2 separate regions of the Siniperca chuatsi genome follow, and region 1 is linked to region 2. Evidence: chromatin contacts called from public Hi-C data. All regions are on one chromosome and are shown on one strand. Each heading gives the region's core, a stretch centred on a gene start, on an enhancer-like site or on the middle of the called end of the contact. The rest is flanking DNA. Distances are from core to core; before and after follow the strand shown.

Region 1 (4,166 bases), core at 43-2,542, 79 kb before region 2:
TCATAAACTAACTTCACTACAGTAGCACTACAGTAATGGTATTCTATGCATGAGGAGATGTGAAGCTAAAGGTTTAATGCTGTGTGCATGCTCAAAGACACGTATATGCATGTATATTTTGACTGCATGACACTCAAAGCCAGACTTTACTTTCAGGCTTCAAATGTCATTTGAATAGTGTACAGGCAGTATTCACAACATTAATGGATGTCATCATGTTATCAACAAAATATTATTCAAATTACAAGACAACACTGTTTGCATCACACCCTTCAGTCTGATCCAGCCTGGGCCCGAAAACGCTAACGATTTATTTTGGGTTTGTGAACTATGCAAATAAATGCTCCCAAATCTATCTGGGGCTTGGAGGACGTGTTTTATGACGGTTGTAAAACTCCACACAAACACATAAAGCAGGCCTGTAAAAATAATGTGTGCTCTGCATAAATGCTCATTTGGACTAATGAATTAGGGGAGCGATGAATGGCTGCGTAAAACTCCACATCCTCCCTGGGTGATGCCAATGGAGGCATAACGTATGATGGGCATGATTTGTGAGTAAGTCTGCATGTCAGTGTTTCTACGTATGCATCTATGTGTGTGCTGGAGGAGGGGTAAGTGTGTTGCTGTGTCTGTGTGTGCTTCTCAGAGACTCATTTATGTGCTTGACTCTATGCTGCTCTTCTTTAGACCTTTCAGACCGGTGTGTCAAATAAGGACACCGTGTGAAAAGCTCTAACAAATCAGATCCGGGATAACACACACACACACACACAGAAGCACCGACAGTGGCTCAACATCGACTGATGCTACAGTAAACTTGGGAGCTGATCTGCATACATCCTCCTGAGATGGCGGGGGCTTTCCCAAGTAAGCCAGAAAGAGGTCCAAAATCACTGTTTCTGGGGAGGGAACAGCCAGATCTGCATACCTACAGCATGAACTGAAGATTTATTCTTCAGCTGACAGAAAGAGAGAGAGGGAGGAAGAGGAGGAGGGAGCAGACAGACACAGAGATCGAGACTAGCAGATGAGGCCTGAGAAAAAACAATCAGCCAAATGAGGGCACCGATAGAAAGGCAACCTTTGACCACCAGCTGTCTGGGAGTCACCGCCCAGCCGCATTTGTCAGTCTGTGTCCCCAGATGAACCCGGCCCAAGGGTCAGTGGCTCGCAGCACAGTCGTGTGTTTGTGTGGTTTGTTTCCATGTGCGCACACACACACACACACACACACACACACACACACACACTGCTGCGGAGTCTTCCAGTGTTTGTGTAAGTGCCCATGCATACGAGCTGCTATCTGTGTCAAAGCTGGCTTTATCTCTCAGGCAGATAAGGTGAGTAAACAACTGCCCTGGCCTTCCTGTCTCTGACATGCTAGCTGATTAATGCTCCAGCCTCCTGCCTTCACCAGATGCTCCCCCAGTATCAGGCCCAGGGCACTGGGACGAGCCACTCAGGCGAGTCCCAGGCTCCAGCTGCAGCCACAGGCCTGAGAGTGAAAGCCGATTACAGGAATACAGTGCATACAATTCTTATTATTCTGTGGTAATATGACCACCAGTAGAGTGCAAGATGCTGCTGCAGTGTCATTTATGAGGAACATCTAGTTTTCATGGGCTGACACAATCAGATTGACAGCATAATTGAATCAAAAGGCATGTCCATACATGTCAGACATACAGGATTAGCCTAGTTGGAGAGCTTAATGTCTCCACTCAGGCTCTCCCTCGGTCAAGCTGATAATTGGAGATTTATTCCGACCATCTATCAATCCATCTATTAATTTATTAACCCAGATAAAGCTTTAAAAACATTCCTGCCTCCCCCTCATCAAAATCAACACGGCGAAAAGAGATTAGACCGGTGCCAATCCACTTAGCGAGTTCAAAAAACATATTCATCAATAAGCATCACTGAACTCAGCCTTATTATCTCCGAGCGCAGCCTCTGCCTGCCGAAGTGATGCGTTTTAAAAGCTGACCTTGTTTGAAAAACTGACATGCACTGAAAGTAAATAATGGAGGGAAAAGCAGGAAAAAGAGGGGGGAGAAAAAAAAGATGACATTCTTTTTCATGCAGTAAAATAAGAAAACAGAATTAGGTCAAGTATCCATAAAGAGAGTAACAAAATCCTTTTCTGTAAAACGAGCTCACAGTTGACTAACGCTCGGTATATACTTCAATACAGACATTTTTGACTGTCACATATGGGTGATTATTGCACGTGTTGACTATGCCTGATAATCGCAAATGAAATGTTTTACACATCTGCCACCAAAATGTTCACACGAATAAGGCCAGTGCCATGGTAACACATCAGTTTCATGCATTGCATCCCTGCTAAATTCCACAACAAACCAGGGCAAAATGACCATTAAGTATATTAATTTAAATGGGAAATCCTGTCAGTCTGTTCTTCCTCTGTAAAAGGATGAAATGTCAGTGCAATGGCTGCCCTGCTGCCGATGGCTCTGTGGTATTAAATGGAGAGGATGTTCAAGTCGAGGGGCAGACCAGAGGAGCCTGCATCTGTTTGGCAGTGGCTCAGAAATGTCTAGCGTTTCACACTACGCCTCTGGGATCGCTGGCGAGGCTCAGCCAGAAGTTTATGAAAAACAGAGGGAAAGAAGGAACCAGGAAGGAGAGAATAGCGAGGGGGGGTGAAGTGATGGAGCGCAAAGGAAAAGAGAAGAATGAGCTAGATGACATGAGAAGACAGAAAGAGAGATAGTGGAGCGGAGGAGGTTGGACAGCTGAAATGAGAACGGGAACCGGTTTAGATGATGATGTGATTTTTTCCATTCTGCCTGCAGTGTGTGTGTGCGTGTGCGAGTGCGCGTGCGTGCGTGTGCAGGGGTTCTCCTGAGGCCCCCGAGGAGCCTGAGGGCCCTCGGTGGGATGTGTGAGTGGATTCAGGTGAGGAACAGGTGTGGCCACACATCAAAACACATGCCTGTGACTGTGCTAATTACACTCTGTGGACAAAGGATGATGGTATGTGCATATGTGTCCATGTGCACAATTGTCCACGCAGTACGTGTGAACCATGAATAATCTCAAGTTTAAACCATGTGCGCGAGGAAGCATGACTGCGTGTGTATATGTTATGTTACTGTAAGCACGCACAAATTCCTGTGTATTCCTTGGATTAACATGTGACAGGCGGCCCTGCCTTCAGTCAAGCCCAGTCCTCCACAACAAACCCGCTCCCCAGAGCCCGATCTTTGGTTTGGTCTCCGTCTCAGCCGTCACCACGCCTGCACTGTCTGCCTCCTGTCAGCTTCACTGAGAAAATACACGGCGATTTATAGCCATAACATAGGGTATGTAAACACACACACACACATATAGATCCATACAGCTTTCGCTAACGGGCAGACCAGATGAACGTGCTTTGGAGTTTTACTGTCCATTCAAAGAGTGGTTGTTATGAAAAAGAAAGGTCATAAAAAAAGGAGGTTAAGATGTTTTACACACTCATACAGTTTGTTGAAGTTAAGTTGAAGTACTTAGAATTATTTATGTTTTTATGTGACTGCCTGGTGGAGCACATGACCATAGATATTACTACGGAGGTGAGCAAGATACGTTAAAAATGATATATACACTTGCAAAAATTGTAAATTCGTCCTTCCGACGTTCTTAGTAACTACTAGCTGGTTTCAAACTAGGGTTGCACCAAGACTAAAAGGAAAGAAATGTCTAGGTAGTTAAGACTTTAGTTACACGTAAATCAGTCCTAGGAAACATCTGTAAGGGAGCGTATCTAATGTCTACGTAAGAACTAGCTTCTGTGGTGCAACTCAATCTCCACTTAGTAAACACTTGTGTTGTAACTAGGCTAAGTTTGCTGAAGAGACCGGGCCCTACTTTGTCATTTTTATTTTGTACTGTATACAAGAAACAGACCCGGTCCAATATTATAGACAAAAAATATGTAGTGTATTGTTTATGTAAAAATATATGAATATTATCATCTTTAGAGCATAAAACACAATACCAGAAAGCTTAGACAATCACTGGAAAGAATTTAAAATGCAATTTGCATTACTCTTCTGTGACAGTCAACCTTCTTGACCCAGACCGAATGCAATAATCCTCACCCATCTGGTATCTGAGGCAGGTTCAAGCACATTCTCTTCATTTCTATATATTAC
Region 2 (4,583 bases), core at 29-2,528:
CTCTTTCCTGCACGGGCCTATAACGATTCCAGCTGCAGGTCAGCGTGAGAGGCCCTGCAGGAGTGTCACAAAAAAAACCCCAAAACATTTTCTCAAGATGGAATATATGAAAACACATACACCTAATAAATAGGGACTAAATAGGACTTACCACTAAGGCATTGTTTAGAAGGTGAGTAGGGTAATACTTTAGTGTCGAGAGGGTGTTAAGAGGCGAGGAGAGCAGGGGTCAGCGTCCAGGCGGGCAGAGGGGGCAGAGGGAAGGAATAAGTTAAAATGTCGCACCAGTGAAAACAATCTGAGATGACAACATTACGAGCTGCACAATAGTACCACTGAACACATTGAAAAATGCAATGAAACCAAAAAAAAAAAAAAAAAAAGGCTGCTTTTTTTAAAGTGCAGATTTGCGTCATTGTGGCCTGCAGGGAACGGACACTAGGTCTGGAGAAAGCAACAAAGACGGACAACAACAAAAAAAAGCAAAATAAATAGAATCATCAATTGAAAATAACAAGAGAAAATAATGTCAAAGGCAATTTCAGCAGACAATTGCAATTATAGACTTCAGATGTGTTTTTTAAGAATGAATGGGAAATAAAAAAATATATATATGAGATAATGCAGTGGATGGCTTCCACTTCTCTTGACAAAAGTGTAATATCTGTTTTACATTAAAAAGGCCTAAATATAGATGTCATTTTATCCCTAAATTAGATCAGCATAAAAAAAAAACCACACACACACTAGAATTAACACAGCACACACACACACAAACACACACACACTCCTCTCAGGGTCTCTCCCCGTAATTTGCTTCCATTACGCACCGTCCGTCACATCCCAGCACGCTGCTTCTCTCCAGCAAGGCTTTTATCACAGTTAATAATTCATTCGATTGTTTACAGTCGTTGCCATATCCGAGGTCCAAGCTCGAATTTTTAATTATTAACAGCAATTAAATAAACAAAATGTGCCTTTCCGTCTGCAGACGGAGCTGCAAGGGAATGCTGTGAGTCTGTGTGTGTGTGTGTGTGTGTGTGTGTGTGTGTGTGGAGAGAGAGAGAGAGAGAGAGAGGACTGCTGGTGCTGTTTGCACGGAGAGGGAAGTTGTTTCTTCTCTACACAACACAAACATAAGGGTACAAAATAAAATAATAATAATAATCATAATGACAAGTAACAGTATGAGGGGCTTTTCCGTGCTGCAAACGCGCTTCCTGCCCAGCCAGTGACACACTGCGCGTTACCATTACAGTGTGTGCAACATGTGCACTACATTACACTGTATGAGCGTCTGTTGCCAATCAATTCGTTTTGATTAAGGGGAATTTATGCAGCTAAATATGTGCTTCTTTTGTTCAGGGATTATCTGCTGTGAAAGACTTTTTTTTTTTAATTATTATTATCAATTACAGATAAAGTCATCAACTCTAAAGGCCCGTTTGGAAGTGCAGGCCGGACAACTCAGAGCCATTTTAAACAACATCCACAAGTGAGCCATTTTACGCACACAGCATATCCGAATCTATAGGCAATATGTGTGATGACTGTAATCATGATTTACCAATCTGTTCGTATTTTCTCTCCATCTCTAAGATAGAATCAGTCACTTTCACCCCTCTGAGCCTTAAGTCAACACACTAAGGAGCCCATCATGGTTTCTTCAATAAAATGGAGAATAAAGGGAAAATAATAAAAATCTGCTTTCCCTTTCTGGTGTCAACGAGAGGACGACATTATGATCCTAGCTGCTAATGTTTTGAAATGGAAACCAGACATGACTTGGGCCCGCACGAGAGGAGCCGAAAACATCCCCTCAGCCTCTGGTAGCAGTCGTCAGAGGCAAGTGATGGGAGGAAAAGTCTTTTAATAAAGCCACTGTAAAAATCAGGAATGAATTACACATCAAGCGCACCCTGGCAGTCCGCTGTCAGACGAAGCCAATGAGGGATAAACAAGTCTGCTTTATAAGAGTAAAGGCTCCCAGCAGCTGTATAACTTGGGCAGGTCGCTGCCGTTAAATGAAGGGAAAACCTTCAAAAACCGTACAGAGCTGGAGGAAAAAGAGGCTCTCTGAAAAACAAGGTGCTGGAAGGAAACATTACAGGGTTATATATATATATATTTTTTTAAATTTAGGATTTAAAATTGCTTTGCAAAATGCTGGGGAGAGGACTAATGACAGTTTGCTAAGCGTGCTGGATGTTTGCATTGTGAAATTGGACATTTTTTTTTGTACGGCTGTGGTGCACTTCACGAAGCTGCACGCACCAAAATGCTGCAAAAAAAAAGCTGCATGAAAAAGTTCTGCAAGCAGCGTTAGCCTATATTTTCTCAGCTCACTCTCCCCCTCTGTTGCAAAAGGCTAAGATTAATGTTGTTTTTTATTTTAAATGGAGGTTTTAATAGGACGCCTAAAGCAAATAAAATAAAAACAGTTGAAACATGAAGTGGTCAAAAGGCAACATTTAGTATAGACGCCTCACACCTGAAGAGACACCACACACTGTCACACACACACACACACACACAAAAACGAGTTCAAACGGCTACTCCGCACTCATGTTATTCCCTGACACTTATCATTTCCTTGACAATAAAACTAGCCTGTGTTAAATATGATGTTGGAGCAATTCTTTCTAAAACCTAACACCACTTTTTTTTATATGAATAGCTTGGAAAAGGCAAGATTAGTGTTTCAAAAGTGATGAGATGCAGCAAGATGTTAGAGGAAGCAATTTTACATGAAAGAACAGTGACATTTATTTTGTAGTGTTGGTCTAAATGAGCTGTGCCATGACAAGCAACTGCACACTGCTGTCTACACTCAGTCCATGGGAGGGGTGGGGTGGGGGTGGGGGGGGTATAAATATACAATCAATGTAGTTCCCGTGTCTCCTGTTAACCTGTAACCACACACGTGAGCACGTGTTGCATTCAAGTGAGAGAAAGTGAGCTCCAATAAAACACCTATCTCAAAAGATGCAGAACGTCTGCGCTGTTCACAGTATATAATACACACACACACACATACACACACACACACACGCGCGCATACACACGCACACACACGCCAGCTCCAATGCCTCCTTTCCCGGTCTCAGCTCCACATGAAAGCAGCCCTAAAGGCGGCGGTGCGCCCTGCTCTCCTGCAACTCCTCTCACCGGCCAAAAACTCTTGCGAGCCTCGACTCTTGGAAAAATCTTCCAGCAGTAATATTGAACTCCGGTCCACAGTCTGTCTGTCCCTGCGCCCTGCTTTCTCCTCCTCCTGCGGGCTCCCCTCCTTCCTTTTTTTTTTTTTTATATGAAATACATTTCGGGAGAAGCGCCATTTTCTCTCCAAAACCATGTGCGATGGAAACGCACAAGAACGTTTCCTGCGGCGGAAACGCGCTCCGAGACGGGACGAGCGTCGGAGAGTTGAGGCGAAGTTTCAGACTGAGTCAGAGAGCAGAAAGACGCTCAAACACAACAAACAAACACATGTAAAATAATACACAGAGGCAGCGCAATAACAAAAAAAACAACCCCGGCGTCCCCACTACAGCCCACCCAAAACAATGGAGTAAGATAAGACAATTTACCTGTGTCAAGCAGTACGGGGAGTACATGGTTATTTTTAGAAAGGAGGATTGGAGAGCTTATTTAAGTTGGATGGAAGCTCGGTATAGTGCTGCATTGCAATCGCTCGCCGTCCTGTTTCTCACTCCATGCTGCTGCAGCTTACAGTAACCCCGCCTAGAAAGTGAAAGCTTGCACAAACTTTCAGGGAAAAAACTTTGCCTCCCTCCCCTCTCCTCGCCTCTTGCAGGACTTTTATCGCTCTCCTCTTTGCAACGGATTCTCCTTCAAGGCGGCCTTTTTTTTTTTTTTTTTTTTTTTTTTTTTTTTACCCCCCAATCTTTCTGCAGACTCATCAAGGTGTTGTTGGCAGAACGTTTGACTTTTGAAATGATATAACTCTTTCGATTAATCTATCTGAGCCGCTGCGCAGGAGCCTATAGGCTGCACCCGCGCGTCCCTACACCTTTACATGGTAATGTTGAGCTTTAGTTGCGTTTACTGACCCTTCCGTTCCGTGTTATGGAAATGCAAATAATGATCAGAGGGTAGATGAGTCAGTACGTGTTTGATGTATTTGGAGTTACACTGTTGTTACGTTTTGACTTGAAGGAAACACGTAAACGCATCATCAGAATGGATCAGAGTGGTGTAACAGCTGCGGGGGGGGGGTATAAGGTGAGAGAAACAGCGACGTGGACCCACCCTCTAGAGAGATGAACGTCTCTCATTTCACTAAAACATTGATAATAATGTATATGTACTGTAAGCACAGTTCAGCTGCATGAATCAAATATTCTGTTACAGCTCCTGGTGTGAGGATTTCAGCTCTTAAGTCTCATGCATTAAAAGCTAAAGTTTGCACTGGATTATATACTTAAATTCATTCGCAGGCGTTTGAATCAACGCATTATCTCATCAGGGCTGTAAAGTTAAGACTATTTATTTACTGAACCATATTTGACCCAGTCTGGAACCCACAGTTTTAAAAACCCCAGTGAAGTGAGTCCAAGCCA

The links. A called contact is a pair of places that touch in the nucleus more often than the background predicts.
Region 1: a contact with region 2 is called in a Hi-C map of an unstated tissue, with 2.2 times the contacts expected there. The contact joins two enhancer-like sites. A contact is called at or near these places in 2 of 3 Hi-C or Micro-C datasets (skeletal muscle and an unstated tissue).

What each region holds. Positions count from the first base shown.
Region 1 is chrLG21:18,883,812-18,887,977 of ASM2008510v1, reverse strand. All of the region lies in intron 3 of nfixb (nuclear factor I/Xb), which reads right to left. Among protein-coding and RNA genes, the nearest start is that of rad23aa, 60 kb to the left of the region's middle. Within about 2 kb of position 1,292, the one cell type or tissue checked has an H3K27ac peak away from gene starts, as active enhancers do.
Region 2 is chrLG21:18,804,821-18,809,403 of ASM2008510v1, reverse strand. All of the region lies in intron 2 of nfixb (nuclear factor I/Xb), which reads right to left. Among protein-coding and RNA genes, the nearest start is that of nfixb, 15 kb to the right of the region's middle. Within about 2 kb of position 1,278, the one cell type or tissue checked has an H3K27ac peak away from gene starts, as active enhancers do.